Regions from separate parts of the Mus musculus genome. Here regions 1, 2, 3, 5, 6 and 7 are each linked to region 4. A link is a contact called in public promoter capture Hi-C data. All regions are on one chromosome and are shown on one strand. The core of a region is the stretch at or near the end of the contact, and the rest is flanking DNA. Distances in the headings are between cores, read along the strand shown.

The links. Promoter capture Hi-C pulls out the DNA fragments that hold promoters and counts their contacts.
Region 1: a promoter capture Hi-C map of frontonasal cranial neural crest shows a contact between it and region 4, with 5 times the contacts expected there. The contact joins the promoter of Yeats2 here to the promoter of Dgcr8 in region 4. A contact is called at or near these places in 3 of 39 promoter capture datasets (cranial neural crest, frontonasal cranial neural crest and maxillary cranial neural crest) and 1 of 115 datasets of contacts at active chromatin or transcription factors (large pre-B cells).
Region 2: a contact with region 4 is called in a promoter capture Hi-C map of hippocampal neurons, with 2.9 times the contacts expected there. The contact joins the promoter of Ydjc here to the promoter of Dgcr8 in region 4. A contact is called at or near these places in 3 of 39 promoter capture datasets (hippocampal neurons and liver).
Region 3: a contact with region 4 is called in a promoter capture Hi-C map of liver, with 5 times the contacts expected there. The contact joins the promoter of Ube2l3 here to the promoter of Dgcr8 in region 4. A contact is called at or near these places in 7 of 39 promoter capture datasets (the C10 cell line, cranial neural crest, hippocampal neurons and 3 more), 1 of 115 datasets of contacts at active chromatin or transcription factors (pancreatic cancer cells) and 1 of 9 other capture datasets (adipose tissue).
Region 5: a contact with region 4 is called in a promoter capture Hi-C map of the C10 cell line, with 3 times the contacts expected there. The contact joins the promoter of Ppil2 here to the promoter of Dgcr8 in region 4. A contact is called at or near these places in 3 of 39 promoter capture datasets (the C10 cell line, cranial neural crest and liver).
Region 6: a promoter capture Hi-C map of liver shows a contact between it and region 4, with 4 times the contacts expected there. The contact joins the promoter of Hic2 here to the promoter of Dgcr8 in region 4. A contact is called at or near these places in 3 of 39 promoter capture datasets (hippocampal neurons and liver) and 1 of 484 Hi-C or Micro-C datasets (B cells).
Region 7: a contact with region 4 is called in a promoter capture Hi-C map of liver, with 2.9 times the contacts expected there. The contact joins the promoter of Ypel1 here to the promoter of Dgcr8 in region 4. A contact is called at or near these places in 2 of 39 promoter capture datasets (cranial neural crest and liver).

The regions. Positions count from the first base shown.
Region 1 is chr16:20,139,626-20,142,325 of GRCm38.p6, forward strand. It overlaps Yeats2 (YEATS domain containing 2), which reads left to right and starts at 1,438. Exons shown (of 31, transcript NM_001145930.1): 1 at 1,438-1,610.
Region 2 is chr16:17,145,518-17,148,217 of GRCm38.p6, forward strand. Ydjc (YdjC homolog (bacterial)) reads left to right here and starts at 1,450. Exons shown (of 5, transcript NM_026940.4): 1 at 1,450-1,629; 2 at 1,716-1,875; 3 at 2,081-2,180; 4 at 2,280-2,457; 5 at 2,639-2,700. The coding sequence starts at 1,466. It overlaps LOC115488656 (a long non-coding RNA gene), which reads left to right. Exons shown (of 3, transcript XR_003951945.1): 3 at 445-507. It also overlaps a transcript of Ccdc116 not described here.
Region 3 is chr16:17,200,121-17,202,820 of GRCm38.p6, forward strand. Ube2l3 (ubiquitin-conjugating enzyme E2L 3) reads right to left here and starts at 1,372. Exons shown (of 4, transcript NM_009456.2): 1 at 1,315-1,372. The coding sequence starts at 1,341.
Region 4 is chr16:18,287,830-18,290,529 of GRCm38.p6, forward strand. Dgcr8 (DGCR8, microprocessor complex subunit) reads right to left here and starts at 1,339. Exons shown (of 14, transcript NM_033324.2): 1 at 1,274-1,339.
Region 5 is chr16:17,109,818-17,112,517 of GRCm38.p6, forward strand. Ppil2 (peptidylprolyl isomerase (cyclophilin)-like 2) reads right to left here and starts at 1,435. Exons shown (of 21, transcript NM_001252444.1): 1 at 1,326-1,435. The coding sequence starts at 1,357.
Region 6 is chr16:17,232,275-17,234,974 of GRCm38.p6, forward strand. Hic2 (hypermethylated in cancer 2) reads left to right here and starts at 1,313. Exons shown (of 3, transcript NM_178922.3): 1 at 1,313-1,456.
Region 7 is chr16:17,068,730-17,071,429 of GRCm38.p6, forward strand. It overlaps Ypel1 (yippee like 1), which reads left to right and starts at 1,410. Exons shown (of 5, transcript NM_023249.6): 1 at 1,410-1,634.

The DNA of each region.
Region 1 (2,700 bases), core at 188-2,687, 1.9 Mb after region 4:
ACTTTTAAAATATTTCATATTAAACAAAATGCATAAAAAGATTGACAATATGTACATAAAATATAATAAAACTCACTACTCGGGCTGGTGAGATGGCTCAGCAGGTAAGAGCACTGACTGCTCTTCCAAAGGTCCTGAGTTCAAATCCCAACAACCACATGGTGGTTCACAACCACCAGTAATGAGATCTGACGCCCTCTTCTGGTGCGTCTGAAGTCAGCTACAGTGTACTTATGTATAATAGTAAATAAATCTTAAAAAAAAAAAAAAAACCTCACTACTCAGCTTGTGTGGTAAGTATGTACAAGCTGTACAATATGAGCAAGAGCTGAAAAAGTCTGAGGCAGCTCCAAGGTCAGCCTGGATGCTGTAGTCCTGAAGAAGTAATAGGAAGTCTTGGTGTGTAGTATCATGGAAGAAAGCTGGTTTCAAGCGATTTTAAAGGGAAAACCGAGGCTTAATGGATTGTCATTCATTAGCTGCATCTACATTAAGTAAATCTACAAAAGTAAATGTTTCTACAGAGAAACAGTGTCTCAAAAAACAAAACAAACAAAAAAGTTTTCAACGTTTTCAAACCTTCACCCTTTCTTTCAGTCTACAAAGTATCTGGGACCAGAGGGGGGAGGGGGGACCACTACACCTCACTCAGGTGCTACATCTACTAAAATGGGTTCACAATGATTAATGCCTTCTTCCTGTCTTTGCTTCCTTCATTCTCTCTCTCTCTCTCTCTCTCTCTCTCTCTCTCTCTCTCTCTCTCTCTTTTTGGTTTTTCGAGACAGGGTTTCTCGAGACAGGGTTTCTCTGTATAGCCCTGGCTGTCCTGGAGCTCACTTTTTAGACCAGGCTGGCCTCGAACTCAGAAATCCGCCTGCCTCTGCCTCCCAAGTGCTGGGATTAAAGGCGTGCGCCACCACGTCTTTCTTTCTTCCTTCCTTTCTTTCTTTCTTTCTTTCTTTCTTTTTTTTTTTTTGTTTGCTTGTTTAATATATATATTTATGGTGCTGGAGGTTGGACCCACAGCATTGCTCTAAGCAAGCACTCTACCAATAACTTTTACTTTGAGACAGGGCCTTGAATTCACTATGTAACTAGACAGGTTTTGTACTTGTGATGCTCCTGCCTCAGTCTCCAGACTACAAGTATTACCCCGCGATACTAGATACTAGGTTACGGCTGCTATATACACCTCTATCACTAAACACAGTGACGCAAGATGGTACGCTCAGCAGTGCGGTCACCATAGTTACTATTGCCATGACTACAAGAGAACCAGCATTCTCTCAAACTTTCAGCAGGAAGACAACGGTTGGCCGGCTCAAGCGGTCAACCTGAAGGTGCGACGCAGAGTTCAGGAGCAGCTTTAGCCCCCCGCGGCCACGCCGCCCCGACCCCGCCCCCACCGCGCGCGCCCGCGCCGCCCCGCCCTCGAGGTGACGTGCGGGGCGGAGCCTGACGGCGGGCGGGCTGCTCTGTCGTGAGCTTCCGCGCGGGCGCGTCCCGGGCCTCGCACGGCGGTTCCACGGGAGGAGACCTTTCGCTCTTTCTCTCCGCGTGGGGGTTCCGGGTCCCGGCAGGGCGGCGCTGCAGCTGGGCGCGCAGGAAGGGTGAGTGTCGGTGCGGGCGCGCGTCTTGTGCGGGGCATTGTCTGGCGCGGGCACGTGCACCCCTCCCCCACCGCGGCCGCGCGGACAGCTCAGCGGCGCGGACGGGTGGGCGCCTGGGTCCGCGGAGAGCCAGGTCCGGCGTGGGGAGGGTTCTTCTCGCCGCGCAGCCTCAGACGGGTCGCTTTGCAGCCGAGGCGGCTGAGCTTGCGCGGTGACCCGCGGGTGGTCCCGAGACGAGGTCGCCTCGGCAAGTTTGGATTTGCCCAAAGAAATCTGCGGCGGCTTAGGAAGGTTGCGAGAAGTCTGCACGAGAGCGTAGGACGGTGCTGTGTCCTATGGAAGCTTCGGAAAGTGAGGACTTGACCAGAAACACGGCTCGGTGTGCTTATGCAGAAGACAATAAGGCTTAGAGCTCATCTCCATTATGCAAGTATTTATGTTAAACAAAAAATACTGTGTCCTATAATTCTGCAGCTCACTAACATCTTACTAGTTTTGATATTGCTAGTATTTTTGTCTAGGCACATACCTAATTGCAGAAACAACCCACTTTTAAAATTCCATAACATAAACTAGAAGGTAATACACATTTATTCAGCAGTATCGTTGCCATTAATAAGTAGCAAGTACTCATCCGAGAATATTTTTAAAATTTAGACAAGGACAAAGAAGAAATTCTAGTGTCCAGAAGTAATTACTATGGGTGTGTATATTTGTGTAGTCTGCCTTAAAGGTAGGACCAAAACAACCGATGAGGGGTTGGTGCCTTAACTGTGGTTCGTTTTAGACGGGGGTCTCTTTCATATACATACATAGACCTGTCTCAGAACCTCAGTCCTCTCTGTAGACCAGGCTGGCCTCGAACTCAGATCTACCAGCCTCTGCTTTCCCAGTGCTGGGATTAAGGGTGTGGTTCCACCACCACCACATCTGGCAGACTTACTTTTTATAGGAAGCTCGTAGAAAGGTTTTGAGAAGGTAGTGGCACAATCCCACCACTACACCGGAGAAGTCAAAAGTGTGTGTGTGTGTGTGTGGGGGGGGTGCTGAGGAGTCAGGATGCAGCCTTCTGCGGTAGCCTGGATTGACT
Region 2 (2,700 bases), core at 200-2,699, 1.1 Mb before region 4:
CTGTAAAACAGTAGTAAATTACCAATATCATGGGCTTGAATCAAGAAACAGACATCCTATAATGAATGCTTCTCAGTTGGCAGAATGCTTGCCTAACATGCATGAAGTCTTTGGTTTAATTTCCTGTGCCACAAAAACCAGGCGTGGTAGCACATACCTGTAGCTCCAGCACTGGACAGGTGGAAGCTCTAGGATCAGACGTTCAAGGCTAGCCTCAGCTGAATGAATAGTGAGGTCAGCCTGGTATACATAAGACTGTTTCAAAACAGTATCAAGACAGCCACATTACCATGTCACCATGGTGATTATAGGTAAGTCATGGATAAGGAAGCTTACTGGACAAAGTCCAAAAGTGAGGTGACGGATGTAAGCATTGCCTTAAGCTCAAGGTGAAAGTGAACTAGTGCTTTCTTGAGTAAATCTGCCAGTTTTCTTGTTGTTTAGAGCTTTTGCTAAGAAAAAGCCTCCCCTTGGGAGAATCAGTGAGGAACAGACTGAAACAAAGAAGAGCAGCATTACAAGAATGAAATAACTTGGCATCATCATTGAGTGATGGAGAAAGGTAGGTGGCTGGTTTTTTTCTCAGAGAAAATAATGGAAGGACAATATACTGCCCAGAAACTTAGTAATGATAAACACTGAGAAGAGCAAGGGGAATTTCTCTTGAATATATTTCTCCTTTTCGACATTAAAAAAAATTACAGTTCAAAAATAAAAAAATGAGCTAGAGAACTCAGTGGTTAGGAAAGCTTACAGTTCTTGCAAAGGACTGAAGTTCGGTTACCAGTATGCGTTCACATTGTGGATCAAAACCAGGCGCGCATGCACACACGCGCACACACACACACATATGCGTGTGTGTATTTATGTATGTATATATATATACATATATATATATATACACGTGTATACACGTATATACATATATATGTGTGTGTTTATATATACTATATATATACACACACGTGTATACACATATATACATACATATGTATATATACATGTATATATACATAAGTATAAACACACATATATATGTGTGTGTATTTATGTATGTATATATATATACTATATATACACACACACGTGTATACACGTATATACATACATATGTATATATACATGTATATATACATAAGTATAAACACATATATGTGTGTGTGTGTATTTATGTATGTATATATATACTATATATACACACACACGTGTATACACGTATATACATACATATGTATATATACATAAACACACACACACACACACACACACACACACACACACGAACAAAAAAATAAAATTTGCAGAGCGTTAGCAGGACATTCAGAGACCTCTAGGTGGCGAGAACAATGGCGGCTTGCAGCCGCATTTAGGCGTGTGCGTCGGGGTGGGGCCTCGGCAGCGTTCGAGGGCGGGGTCTGGATGCTCCAACCTATTCCCTCTGCTCTCCAGCCAGGGTTTGGCAGCCATGGCTTTTCCCCGCGTGCGGCTGGTTGTCACCGCTGATGACTTTGGTTATTGCCCGCGGCGCGATGAGGGCATCGTAGAGGCCTTCCTGGCAGGAACTGTGACCAGCGTGTCACTGCTGGTTAACGGCACAGCCGCAGAGAGTGCGGCCGAGCTGGCCCGCAGGTGAGGGCGGTCCCCTACAGGACCCGGCTGGTTTAGGGGCTCCCACTTGGTGGCAGCCGGTGATCGCTCTCGCGCTCTGCCCGTAGGCACAGCATTCCCACGGGTCTTCACGCCAACCTGTCTGAGGGCCGTCCGGTGGGCCCGGCCCGCCACAACGCCTCGTCGCTCCTCAGCCCCGAAGGCTTCTTTCTCGGCAAGATGGGATTTCGGGAGGCTTTAGCGGCTGGAGACGTTGCTTTGCCCCAGGTGCGGAGACGTGGCTGCAGGGGAATACTCATCTTGATCTTCAAATCTCAGCCCAGAGGGTATCATGGAAGTCGTTGGGTCAAAAGCGGATGCTGGGTATACTCTCTAGTTCAAAGGCTGGAGCAGTCGCATCGTGGCACCAGACGGAGCTCCTAGTTTTGTGGCTGCTTCCCGAAGCTCATAGTATCTGTGCCCCTCCCTTCAGGTGCGGGAGGAACTAGAAGCTCAACTCAGCCGCTTCCGGGAGTTGCTGGGCAGGTCCCCCACGCACGTGGACGGTCACCAGCACGTGCATGTGCTTCCAGGTACGCGGCTTGATACTCCCAGGGCGGGGGGTGGGGCTTCTTTCCTGGGTTGATGGGAGGTCGATGGAGACTCCCCTCTGCGCCCACCCCTCCAAGCAGGCGTGTGTCAGGTGTTCGCCGAGGCGCTGCAGGCGTACGGGGTCCGCTTCACACGGCTGCCGGCAGAACGTGGCGTGGGCAGCTGCGCGTGGCTCGAAGCGCCAGCGCGCGCCTTCGCCTGCACGGTGGAGCGCGATGCCCGGGCCGCAATTGGCCCCTTCTCTCGCCACGGCCTGCGGTGAGCATCAGCCTTCCCAACTACATCCAACCCTGCCACGTCCCCAAAGATCCCAGTTTTGGTTGGTTTTTCTCAACCAAAAAAAAAAAAAAAGTTAGGAGTTGACCTACTGTCCTGCTCCACCCTCTGCCTATCCCGACCGGTCCTTGAGGCAACACCTCTGATATCCTGGCACTCACAGGTGGACCGATGCCTTTGTGGGCCTGAGCACTTGTGGCCGGCATATGTCAGCTCACCGAGTCT
Region 3 (2,700 bases), core at 122-2,621, 1.1 Mb before region 4:
TAACCATGGAAAAGGATAGAGAAGGGGACCTGAGAAAAGGCAGATGAATTCATGTCATCAAATTACAAGAAAACAGCATGCAGTCACGAAATCTTCCTAAACTGAAACCCACAAGGCTGAAGGGACGACAACTTTTGGGGTTTGAACACGGAAGTGATTAGCATTCCTTTCCTGTAGGTAAATGATGGAGTGTCACCCGCAGAACAGATAAGGGGGTTTGATCACAATTGTTTTGTGCCCACTTCCACTCTAGTTTTATCAAATGTTCTCTCTAGGTTTCAGTGAGCAAATGGCTTTCTTTTGTTTCCAGTGACTCCATCAACCAAATACAAATTTGGTCTCAAGAGCCAGCTCCTGCGACCTTTTTTATTTCCGGTCCGGCGAGAGCTCGGCCGCACTACCAGGTAGCACTCAAACACTGGCGGGTTATCTTTAGAGGATGTCCGCAGATCTACTCGTGAAAAACTCCAACTGAGCACCTATATTGTATGCTTCACCAAAGGAGCCAATTAGTGAAGTGACACTCCCATACATTCAAGATACAAAGTGCGTATACCAAGTTATTTTCGTAAACTTTGGCAGGTTTTGATTTCAACGACAGAAACCAACCCCCACCCTTCATCAGGGAAAGGAGATGCGGATGACTAAGAGGTGGATAGAAAAGAGAACCTAGCTACGCAGGGAGACGACCCCACGCCTTCCTAGAGTTGGAACTTGTCGGCTGTGTGACTCTGCAGTCACAAGGCGACAGTTTGCGTGGACCCAACACAATTTCAAAAGACCACCAACTAACTGACCTAACTTTGGCCGCCTGCCCTCCTCCTTCCTTTCCCGTCTCGGGCCTCGCAGCCTCCCGGTCCCGGAGCTGTGGGCTGGCGGAATGGGGCTCAGAGAACGGCGACCGCGGCCCAGGACCGGGCGGCTCCGCGGCGCGTACTCCCAGCCGGGGCTCCGGCTTTCTTCCCCGAGGGCGCCCAGCTTGGGGCCTCCAGGCCCGGCCCACACATCAACGGCGTCCTCGACCCGGACCGCGGCCGCTGCGACGGAGGGCCCGGCTTCGCTCCAGGAGGAGGGGGCTCGAGAACTGCCCAGGCTGATCCGAAGGGCCGGCAGCGGCGGCTCTCAGCGCGGCCTTGCGCTCCCGCCCAGGCTGCGGCCTAGGCGGCCCCGTTAGATCTCTCCGCACGCGGCACAGCGGGGCCACGCAATGAGGGATGAAGAACGGCGTCGCCCCAAGGAACCGCGGCCCGCCGTAGGGGTCCCGGCCCGGGGACGCCGCCCCCCGCCTGGCCAGCGCCAGAGAATGGCTTTTACCTTCATCAGCCTCCTGCTGGCCGCCATCTTGGATCTGGTGCTGCTGCTTTCCCAAAATGCATCGCGGTAGGCCAGGCGGCTAGAACCCCCTCACTTCCTGGAGCGGGGGAGGGGCTAACCGGGAAGAGCGCGGAATAGAGAAATGTGCCTACTGTGTGCAGGTCCCAGGGCTATAGAATCCTGTGTAGACTCGAGTGACCTGGACAGTTAAAGATCCTTACTTTATGGCGCCTCCAATCCTATGGCAAGTACATACAGTGCTTGACACATAGTAGGTGCACTATAAATAGTGTGTACACAAAATAATAGAATAATCAAGATTATTTCAGGCACTACTAAACATTGTGAAGAAATCAAAACTGGGAGATGAGAAAGTTATTCTGTTACTGAACACGTAATACAATCGGTAAAGTGCCTGCCTGATCAAGAAGGACCTGAATTTGGGTTCCCAAGAACCCACACAGAAGCAAGCATGGTCATTAGCACTAGGGGAGGTAAGTTACAGTTAGATCTCTGAAGTTCTTTTTCTAACCTGCCTAACTGAATTGATGGTGAGCCTCAGATTCAAGGAGAAAACCTGTAAAGTACAAACAAGGAAAGAATTCTGTGGACCTCAGGTCTCCACATGCATGTGTGTGCACGCCCACACTAACATTCACATACAGCCTCCTACACACAAGAACTACAGGATCTGCTTCTCAGGAAGGCTCACTGAAGAAATACCATGAATAAGACAGTGCAGGGCAGCCGAAGATAAGTGGATTGTGCCTTTAATTCCTGCAGAGGGAGGCAGAGGCAAGCAGAATATAGATTCTAGCCAGCCTAGCTACATAGTATGATCCTAGTAATGGCTGAAATATCCAGAGAGGAAGAAAGAAACTGCCAGAAGGCAAACCCTACACTCACTCAGTGCTTTTACAAGTGGAGAAGTGTTGGAGGTTGGGAGATGAGATGTAGATAAGGCCTCATGTAGCCTAAGGTGGCCTCAAAATTCACTATATAACTAAAGATGACCTTAAACTCCTGATCCTCCAGCTTCCACCCTCAAGTTCTGAAAGTACCTGTACTCCATGAGTAACATCCATGTGCCCATTAGAAAGGATTTTTGCTTTGGTCTTTTGATGCCCTTTCTATCTAAAATTAATAGACTCCCTAAGGGAAAATCACTTGACACCAGTGGGGGAATGGTGGGCTAGGCCACCAAGACCCCAGACTCCATGTCTCAAAAGGGCTGAAGCTCTAAGGAGAAACTAGCAGTACAGAGCTGGCAACATGAGGCCGACAGAAATGTGAAGAGAATGCATTGCTTTCATTCAGCAGAATATTCAGGACACTTAATTCAGAGGTTTTCAAATTTGGTTCAAACAATATAACTCTTTTTTTGTT
Region 4 (2,700 bases), core at 89-2,588:
TGAATCAACCTATTTGGTGTTAAAGTGGAATAGACAACTAGAAGCAGGAGATTGGAGATCAGAAGGGAGGACAGACAGTACTGGAGATGGGAGTCATGGAAGATGTCAAAGGAAACTGATGTGAAAAGTACATAGGATCACATGGGAGGGGAATGATGACAAGAGAAGGCCAAACTGGGCAAACCAGTCAAAATCATGTTTCTCACAAGGTAAAATTCAGACAGCCACTGTGAACTGCCTGCTCCACATGTTTGGCAACACAGCTCAAAGGGTAGCCCTCCTGCCTGTAAACCTCACTATTCTTCAGCTGACTGGACCTATGGATGCAGATTTTGATTTGCCAATTAGACTGTGAGCAAGTCAGACCCACTGCTGGCTCCCCTGGACCCTGGCACAGGGCTTACCCAAAACATGTGAACAACTCCTACTTGCTGAACGGATGGCCAGTGCTACAGCTGCAGCCTCCCGCTCAACCCAAAGGCAGTATGACCTCATCAATTCCTTTGTCACCCCGCAAATCCTATTCTAAACTGAAAGGCCACACTAGCTGGGCCAGCCTTTCACTATCTTCGGTTAGTGATGGATTACAGTGGGAACTGAGCCACTTCCAAGGCTGGGAGTCTAGTTTGAGCCAGCAGAGAGTGGGCACCCTAATAGTGATTGGCATACAAGAGTCAACAACCCAACACAGGACATCTCTGCATCTGGCAATAAGGTACATGCAAGCATGCAAGATGGCAAATCAAATTCCTACCATCAGCAACCCAAATCCACTGGATGATACTACTTGACATGTATCGCTGTCAACAGGTTGCCACTTGCCATTTATTTCTACAACGTTCATTGTTACTGTAAAACCACATTCTGATAAGCTACATGACACTTCATCCACGGGTAATTTGGTGGAGACTTGGGCGGTTTCTTGGCTTTTTCCAAACAAAACAGGCGGAGTTCGGGGCGTTGAGGTGTCCCTGCCCACACCTCTCCCGCCAGAAGGCGAGGCAATGGCTTCGGGCCCACCGCCCAGGGGGCTTCGTTACCAGGCAGACAGCACCCTACGTTCATGATGCCTGGGCTCCGGGCCCGGCCCCCACTGCACAAAGGCCGCGACTCCGCGTGGCCCAGCCCGCCTAGCGCGCCGCGCCCCGCCCCGAGCCCCGGCCTGTGGCCTCGCCCGGGAGGGGTGGGGGTGGAAGGAGGGAAGGAAAGGGCGCAGCCTCTCCAGGCCGCAGCGCCCGCCGCCCGCGGGGCGCCCATCGCGCCCCGCACCTACCTGTGGCGCCCGCGACCTGCCCGAGCCGCCCGCAGCCCGACCACAGCCGGTCGACCCTCACCGACCCCGGCGCCGCCACAACCCGCGAAGGCCCTTGCAAAGCGCTCGGCTCTTGAGACCCGCTGCCGCGCGGGCGAGCGGAAGGCGGGCCTTGGCGGAGGGCTACCAATCACGGCGCACGGCCTCCGCGCATTGGGGGAGCCGGGAGCGGGCTGAGGCGGCCGCCAATCGGCAGCGCGAGGCGCGCGCGGCCCAATTGCGAGGCGCTATGGAGACCGGGATGGGCGGGACCAGCCGCAAGCCTGGCACTTCTAACGGCTGTCGCTCCGGGTGGGGCTGAGTTGCGGCCGCGGGGCGCGCCGGGAGAGAGGCGCGTAGAGGCTGCCGGGAGCCGGGGAGCGCGGGAGTGCGAGGGACGCTGGGAGCTCATCTATGAGCTGGCCTCTGTTGAGCTCAATAGTCACTTTTGAGTTTGCGAATGACAATGGACCTCCGGCTCTGGGTCGTCCCAAGGACAATGTTGGAGGTACACCCATCCTAGAAAGTCAACGGATAAGATGCGCGATGCGGAGGATAGGAAAGGAGTTTTACTCGCAATATCATCACACCAGGAAGGACAAAGATCTGATGACTAAAAATGTTCGCTGTGCTTACAGCATCCTCCGTGTCAAAAAAGGAAGGAGAAGCAGAGCCGATTGGGGGTCCTTTTAGTTTGGGGTGGACCTTAGGTAGGCCTTGCAGACTTGTGTCAGTGCCAAAGACCATAAAGAAACTTAAGCAGTTCCAGACTCATCTGACACCCGTGGTAGCAGTATGAGACTTAGGAAAATTCTTTAGGACAGAAGTGACTCAGAAACAAAATGAAGTTAGCCAGGTCTGTTCCTGAGCCCTTCAAATCCCGAACCCACAAACCATTACTTCATTGCTATAAGCCCGGGACTAAGGTGGGGATAAGTTATATTTATACTATCCAGAACCTCAAATAGTTTAGCTTTCCTTTAGGTTCTGATTCAAGTCAATAAGTGTAATAAAAATTTTATAGAAAACTGTCTGCCGTTAGGCAAACACTTCAGTAATTGCTGCTGGACATGAAAAGTGGATGCTAAAAACACGACTAAAGGGTAACATGTTGAAGAACTCACGGTCTCAGCACACTTGTGTTAATGCTAAAAGCACTGAGTTATATCCCTAAGGTTGGGGAGATTGTATCTATTTTTTTTTTTAAGATATATTTTATTTATATTAGTACACCATTGCTCTCTTCAGACACAACTGAAGAGGGCATCAGATCCCATTACAGATAGTTGTGAGCCACCATGTGGTTGCTGGGAATTGAACTCAGAACCTCTGGAAGAGTAGTAGGTGCTCTTAACCACTGAGCCATCTCTCCAGCCCCAATTGTATCTATTTTAACAAAATAGAAAAGT
Region 5 (2,700 bases), core at 185-2,684, 1.2 Mb before region 4:
CATAAGAAGGACAAAAGATGGAGAGATAAAGAAACATCAACAGCACCTTGTCCAGAAGGAAATGAACTGGACTTATAGACTATCTGACAGGAAGAGCTAGGCACACAAAGCTCTGGGGAAGCCCTTTACAGGAATAACACTTACTGAGGCTGGAACAGGACAAGCTGAATCTGTTCCAGAAAGGAGACAGCAGAGGAAGAGTGTGATGAGGTACGTAGCAGCAGAAAAAGACACAGAAGCAAGGACAGCGGCCGAGTCAAAAATGAGTCAAAGATCAAGGAGAGTACTCTCTATTTGCCTAAGTGTGATGGGAAGCTGGTGGGTGATTTTGAGCAGGACCCAGACATGATCTAACATAGCTCCAGTTGCTCTGTGCGGTTGTTCTTCTGTTAGGATGAGAATTGTCTTCAGTCTATATATAGTAAATCAGGGACCCACTATGTAACCACTGAGCTAGGATAAGAAACGGCAGGCTTAGGTGTGAAAATTATCAAGTTCCCTTTTAGCATACTAGTTTTGAAAAAGCTGTAAGTTTTCCAAGTGGAGAACTGAGTGAAAGCTGCTGACTTAGTGCAAGAGACTCTTTGAACAGATCCACCACAGGGATGAAGGAAACACCCCCGAGGTCTGGGACAAGGGGAGGGGAAGCCCAGCAAAGAGGAATGAAATAGAGATCATTCGCAGATTAAATTACTAAGCGCCAAGCCTTTAATCCTAGCACTCGGGAGGCAGAGGCAAGGGGATTTCTGAGTTCGAGGCCAGCCTGATCTACAAAGTGAGTTCCAGGACAGCCAGGGCTACACAGAGAAACCCTATCTTGAAAAACAAAAACAAAAACAAAAACAAACAAAAAAAACTACTAAGCGCATGTAAGATCTCACTAAAGGCTACTTTTGGAAAGGGAAGAAGCCCAAGGACTGAAAAGCTGGATACTAGATCTGGCAATACAGAAGTCAAAGATATCCTTGCAAGCAGCTAGGGGCGGGGAGCATCTGAAGAGACAACAGAAAACAGAAAGTACAGCAGCAGCAAATGGGAGGGGAACATGGAGCACGACCCGCCTATCTTCAACTTGAAGGCTGTCGCCTGTGTGTAGGCTCTCAGACTAGAGCCAGGACGAAGCGGACAACCAACTCAGGGGCAAAACTCGTTCGCAGAAAGGCTAGGGGTAGGGAAATCCCGGAAGTTAGTTAGTCCGGCGGTAGAACGCCCTGGCCCGCGTAGGCTGCACTGAGGGACGAGACCGCGCCTGTGAGAGCTGAGGCTTTCAGATGATAGCCTTCAGCACGGCGACGAGCTGAGACGAGAGACGCGACCCAACTTACATCTTGTCCTTCTGGTGCTGTCGCTTCCCCATGGTGGCAACAAACCGAAGAGACCACAGCAGACACTGACTATGGCGCCTCCGCTTTCTCAACTACTTCCGGAGATCGACGCACTGGATCCCGGAAGTTGGAAGAAAGCATTCTGGGAATTGTGGTTTCCAGGTGTCCAGGTGCTGGGTGCAGGCACCGTGCTAGGCTGAAGCTTGCTAACTTTGAGTAGAATCCACTTTTCCTGTCTCCCACCATACTGCGTTGCCTCCCCCAAGCCCTCAAAAACTTTTCTATGCACTGTCTGGCTACTTGTTCAGTCCATGCTATGCTAGGCAGACTCACTCAGACTCACCTCCTTTGTATCTAAAGATCTTCAACCTTTTTCACCTTCTCTAAAGCCATGTCCATGTGTATACTCAACTCTTCTCTCGTTCGGTCCCCACGCCCTTCAGGCCCATCAGCTGGCAGATGACCAAGCCCTCTCTGCTCCTTCTGTGGCCAGATCTTTGGTCTGGGTCTCATGTGCCGGGAGAATGGGTCCCAAGTCTCCTTTTTTTTTTTTTTTTTTGGTATTTCGAAACAGGGTTTCTCTGTGTAGCCCTGGCTGTCCTGGAACTCACTCTGTAGACCAGGCTGGCCTCGAACTCAGAAATCCGCCTGCCTCTGCCTCCCGAGTGCTGGGACTAGAGGAGTGTGCCACCATGCCCGGCCCCAAGTTTCCTTTTTAAAATTGTGTGTGTGGTTAAATAGTGGCCATGCCACAAGTGTAGAGCTCAGAGGACAAGTGAGGAGTTGGTTCTCTTTGCCAGACTTGCACAGCTCTTATTTGTTAAGGCATCTCTCCACCCTAAGCTGGGTTTTTGTTTGTTTTTGTTTTTTGAGACAGGGTTTCTCTGTGTAGCCCTGGCTGTCCTGGTGCTCACTCTATAGATCAGGCTGGCCTGGAACTCAGAAATCCACTGCCTCTGCCTCCCAAGTGCTGGGATTAAAGGTGTGTGCCACCACCGCCTGGCTGATCAAAGAATTCTTAATTTCCTTGTTCCAAATCTCCACTTTGATGCTAAATGGTATGTTCCATACCCTAACCCTAACCTCCTGATAAGATCTTCAACCAAATAATTTTAAGATGTCTTGTCAAATTCCTACATAAACATAAAACATTAGAAACCCCCTAGCCTTGCAGTTTGGGGGATATTAAAAAAAAAAATTCTCCTTTGAGACTATGCTCTCAAATCCTACTTTAGGGAGATAACCCTGTCTAACTGAAAATGCAACCAAAAAATCTGGGTCACTGGTCTGATTCTCATTTGGCAGGATTAACAAGGACCACCATCCACCCAGTTAGCCAAAGGCAGTCATCCTGTCAGCTTCTTACTTCATAACT
Region 6 (2,700 bases), core at 63-2,562, 1.1 Mb before region 4:
GCTCACTGTGTAGCCCTGGCTCAACTGGAAGTCACTATGTAGTCAGACTGGCTCTAATTCACAGAGATCTGCCTCTTTCAGCCTTCAGAGTTCTGGGACTAAAGACATGCCCCATGCCACCCATTTTCAATCTATTGAGTTTTCGCCATTTCTAGGATGTTTAGGCATAGTATTCTATGTCTTGGCTAGTATAATTGACAGCAGTAGCTTTATAATTTGCTTTAATATCTGTTAGGACAAATGTACTCCTATTTCTGTTGTTTGGTGTTTCAAAGATGATAGTTGTAAAAACAATCATGTATTAGCTATGTAGCTATTGGGTAAACTAAGAATTTTAATTTTTTTTAATCTGTTATTTTAAGCTTGTACATTCGGAAAGCATGCTTGCCTCTGTGAAGGGTTATTGAATTGGGTTTCAATGTTGACTCTGGGTCACAACCTCCCTATAGAACAGCTGTAGGTTCTGGCTAGGACTTTTCTGACCTTTAACAGTGGTGGGCTTTAGTGTTTAGTGTTCAAAGTAGAGAGATGGTCATCTAATAACTCTCTAGAGAATAACTCCGTGTGAACCCCAATACATTTGGATGGCCACAAGTCTTGGGTCTTTACTGGGCTGCCTAAACTCCTGTGACCTGCGGCGGTCACCGGAACTCTGGATAAGTAAGCAGAGTGTACACGGACCTCTCCGCCCTCTGCGCAATCCGGGTCGACCTTCGCGAGAGTGGATGTAAGGATCCTAGGAGAAGTTTAGGGTTAAGACTCCCAGGCCTCTTTTCTCCTTTAAAATCAGAACCACGCAGGCCTTCCTGCAGCCCAGACAGCGGAGCAAGCAGCCTTTGGGTGCTAAACTTTATAGACTGAGATACTCTGCGTAGATCAAGGGGCTCAAACGGGCGGAAGAGGAGAGGCGCAGGCCACCTGAACCGGGTTGGTGGTGATAGTGTTGGGGGTTCTGAAGGGTCCGGGTCAGGCTCAAAACGGGTCAGTCTTCCGTTTGAGGGCTGGGCATAGACCCGTGGTAAAGAGCAGGATTCTTGTTTCGCTGGGTGTTGCCCGTCAAGTATTTTGAGGTGAGGTTGCCATCCCGTTCTGGCGCCTGCATCGGGACCCTGTAGGCGACCTCCCGTGCGCCCCTCCCCCATTACACTCTGCCGCAGCCACTGGCCCATCCCTGGACTCAGACCCCTCGGCGGCCCCGCCCAGCCTCAGGGTTCCGCCCCCACAAGGGTCCGCCTCCAGGTCCGCCCTGTCGCTCGCCCATTCAGATGTGGGTCAGGGGTGAGCGGGTGGAGCTGACGTCACAAGCTTCCAAGATGGCGCGGAGCGGGCGGCTGTGAGCAGCGCTCTGGGCGCGCTGGGCGGAGAGCCGAGCGGGGGCCGGCGGAGGGCGGACAGGGCGGGCGCGTGCAGCTCAGGTCGGGCGCCCAAGACGAGGGGCCTCTGGCAGGCACCTGAGGTAAGCGGTGTCCTCGAGGGAGGGCGACGCGGGCCGGGCGCGCCCCCGGAGAGGGGGGCGTGGGCGCGCGTGGGACGGAGCGCGCGCACGGCCCCTAGTCTCGAACCGAGGCGCACGCGGGACCCTGGACGGGCGGGGGCTTTGTGGTTCAGGTGCCCGGCGGGTTGCGGCCGGCACGGGGACTCCGGGCACAAAGCCCCCAGGGCCGCGCCAGTCCGGGGACGCGAGTCTGTGGAGCGGGGGTCGACGGGGTAGCGGGCGCCGGCTCTTTGTGCCTTTTCATTAGCAATCTAATCCGAACGGCGTCGGGCGAGCTATGCTGCCTGACAGGCGGGCGTTCTCCCATTATGCAAACGGCTGTACGCCTGCGGCTGCCCCTCACTGGAACGCTTTACGGTTTCCAGAACTGCGCTTGTGTGTATGGTCTGCAGTCCTTTTCCTCGAGTACCCTTCCTGGCTGGGGGACTGGCCGTGTCAGGGACAGGGTAGGGCTTAGAGGGCCCGGCTCCGTGGCTGGGTGGGCTTTCTGCCCTGCCCCCAGACCTTTGCTGGAGGCAGCCGCCTGGCAGGAAGAGAGATGGGCTTGGGGGGAGGGGGTCGGGTGGCAAGAGGAAGGGACTGGCTGGCTCAGGGAGTGAGCTGAGGGGCCCTAGCTTGTCATTCTCTGTTTATCTTCCAGAATGGTTCATATGCACACAAGCCTGGGTGTAAGTGCTGGGGGAAAATACCTCTCCCTGGGGGGCAGTGACTTAGGTACTTGGAGTGATTGAGGCCAGATAATACTCTCAGCGGCCGCGCCCTGAACAGTTTTGGACTACCTTGCGACGAGAGTCCCGTGCTGATCTTGGCTGGCCGGAGAGATTCAGAAGTTATTTACTTATGTGTTCTATCCCCCTCTTCACAGTATCTTTTCTAGTTATAATTGTCAGGCGCATTTGGAAAGCTGTGTTCCAGGTTCCTCACTTTCAATCAGCAGGAGGGGTGTAACACTGAGAGGCCACCCCCACTGACATATGTGGCGATGGGGGAGGGGCGGATCCTTGCCTATAGGAATCCTGTGACTGGACTGTTACTGGGGTTTGCTAGCTGTGGCTTTTGCACCTAGGACCAGGAGATTCGGCAGGTCGTGGAGGGGCTCATCTTCTAGGCTGAACTTGGGATTTCCAATCTAGGACAAAGGTTGGTGGGATGGAGGCAAACCCTAGAGGGATGCCACATTATTGCTTCTGATTCCTCCTGGCCTT
Region 7 (2,700 bases), core at 160-2,659, 1.2 Mb before region 4:
ACAGAAAAAATGTTGAAGATCAAATGATACATGTTCTCTCTCAAAGCAGATTCTAGCTGCTTGAAATGTTTGGATTTGTGTGTTTTTCCTGGAGTGCTTCCAGAAGTCAGGACGCTGGAAAAGGGCACTGGAGTATCCATGATATGAACAGGTAGGTGTTAGAAGTGGGATGGGTAGGAAAGGAAGGCTGGAGGAGGCCTAACCAATGCTAAGGAAATAGGAAAATGCCGTATATAAACCTACTATTTTCTAAGCTATTAAAAAAAACACATTTTTTAAAAGATTTATTTATTTCATGTATGTGAATACACTGTCGCTGTCTTCAGACACACCAGAAGAGGGCATCAGATCCCGTTACAGATGGTTGTGAGCAATCCATGTGGTTGCTGGGAGTTGAAATCAGGACCTCTGGAAGAGCAGTCAGTGCTATTAACTGCTGAGCCATCTCTCCCGCTTAAATTCTTTAAAAATAGAAGAGTCAGCCAGATGGTTCAGTGAGTGAGGGTGCCGCTATCAAGCCTGCTGACCTGAGTTCAAATCCAGGATCAATATGGTAGGTGAGAAGCAGAGCTAACCTCTGGTGCACAGGCATGTGCTTATTCACACAATAAGCTTAAAATATAAAGTTCAAGATCATGTTTGAGCTACATAGTTGAGGCCAGCTTGAATTACAGAATTACAGAGATCATATTCTAAAAGCCAAAAAAACATGAGACTCCCTAGCTAGGACGAATACAAAAATAGAGTAATCAGTCACTTGGGAGACTCACTAAGTAAATGGCAACTCAAAGGGCCCACAATCTAATCAATTAGGGGTATCCTCAATACAATAAATCCTAACAAGCACACTCTAGAGGGCGCAAATACGTCCTGCAATGTGTACATTCACCCTCAGCAGTGTGCTTTGAAAAATCGATCTAAAGAGACTAAGAAAAAAATAACAGAAGAAGCGCAGATGTGGGCATGGAGACTGGGTGATACTGCCTGTGTTTTGTGGGTAGGAAATCTAATCTGGGGTTCCATAATTCAAGTCCACGCAGACCTGGAGGCTCTTGGATGGCGACTTGGAGAGTGGAGAAAGGGTGGTCAGTATGGAGAGAGGGAAGAAGCTTGCGCTCTAGGGACCCAGCTGCAGAGGTCCTCCTGCCTGCAGCCTGAGGCGCAAACCTGTGGAAAATCTCGGTCCTTTGGCCTTCCAGGACCCTACCTCCCCACCGGCCCCGCGACCTGCCGGTTCGCCTGGGTTCCTCGTCAGGCCAGCCCACCGGACTCCTGGCGAGCTCCACCCGGACACGTTCCAGCCCAGTCCCCCGAGCGCAGCGGGGCGCGGGTGGACGCGTGGGGCAGGGCGAGGGGCGGGGAGCGTGGAGGGGCGGAGCGGCGGGAACGCGAGGGCGGGGCTCGGACACTGATTGGGCATCGCCACGTTCCGAGGCCGTTTATGGCGGCTGGGCTGGGCTACGGGTCCAAAACAAAGGGCAGGCGGCCCGCGAGGCGGCGGCAGGAGGATGCCTCGCGCCCGGAGTGGGCGCCAACGGCCGGAGCGCGTCCCGGGTCACACCGGGACCGCCTGAAAACCGAGCTCGCGCCGACCGAGCCTGGGCCGGATGGGCGCAGCGGACCGCGGAGCGGCCGTGAGTACGGGCGGGCCTCAGGGGTTCTCTGCGGAGACCTGAGGATCTCCGGCTCCGGGAGGCGGGGAAGCACCTGTTGGGCGCGGGCGGGCCGGGCGGGAGTGCGGAGGATGCGTTGACTTTTTGTTCTGATGTTCCGAACTGTTGGTATTTGGGTCATTAGAAGACAACGCAAAATCCCGGTCTTTCTTTCTTTCTTTTTTCTTCGCCCCCCCCCCCCCATTGTTTTTTCCCCTACCTTAAAAAATGGGGAAAGAAATAAATACAGAAGATACCTCCAATAAAAGAATATTATGGGGTGGCATTTTCAAGTTGCCTGTACAATAATAACTAAAGGGAATTGTCCTCATTGTTTACCACTTGTGGCTCTAGGCTTTATCAATGTAAATTGCTAACAGTAGCAACTAAATAAGATATTCTCTACTCAATAACTGCACAAATGGTCATCTTCGATCGTGTACTGAGCTCCAGGATAGAAAGCCGGCAGAATTCTGTTTTGGATAGATAATAGACGTTGAAAACATCATTTTTCAGCCCAAGGTCTTTCTAATTCAGTTGCCTTATAAGTATCCACAATGTATTCACCTTAACTAATGTATCTTGTCAAAGAATTGACCATACTCCTCCTCGCTCCGCTGAAGTTCCAAGACCAGGCTCACCTCCTCTGGGGAACTTCTCCAGGCCCCTCTGAGTAAGCCACCCTCACCCATCACCCAGGGCCCTTTACCTCTGCTGTGTTCTGGTAGATGTGTTAACAAATGTTTGCTGAGTACCCGTCTCCCTCTCCCCTAGGGGCTGGTCCAGTGGGTGTCTGTGTGCATGTGTATGGTGGGGTACAAATAAATAAACACACACACACATGTATATTCACCGTGTGTGTGCCTGGTATCTAGAGAAGCCAGAAGAGGGCATCGGATCCCCTAGAGCCGAAGTTATGGATCCTCCACAAGAGCAGCAGGTGCTAAAGGATGTCAGCCCATCTCTCCAGCCATACTGTGGGCTCTTAAAAAAGTCAGGGGTGCTGTATTTGAAGAGTTTTGCTACCAGGATCCCTAGGTCTATGTGT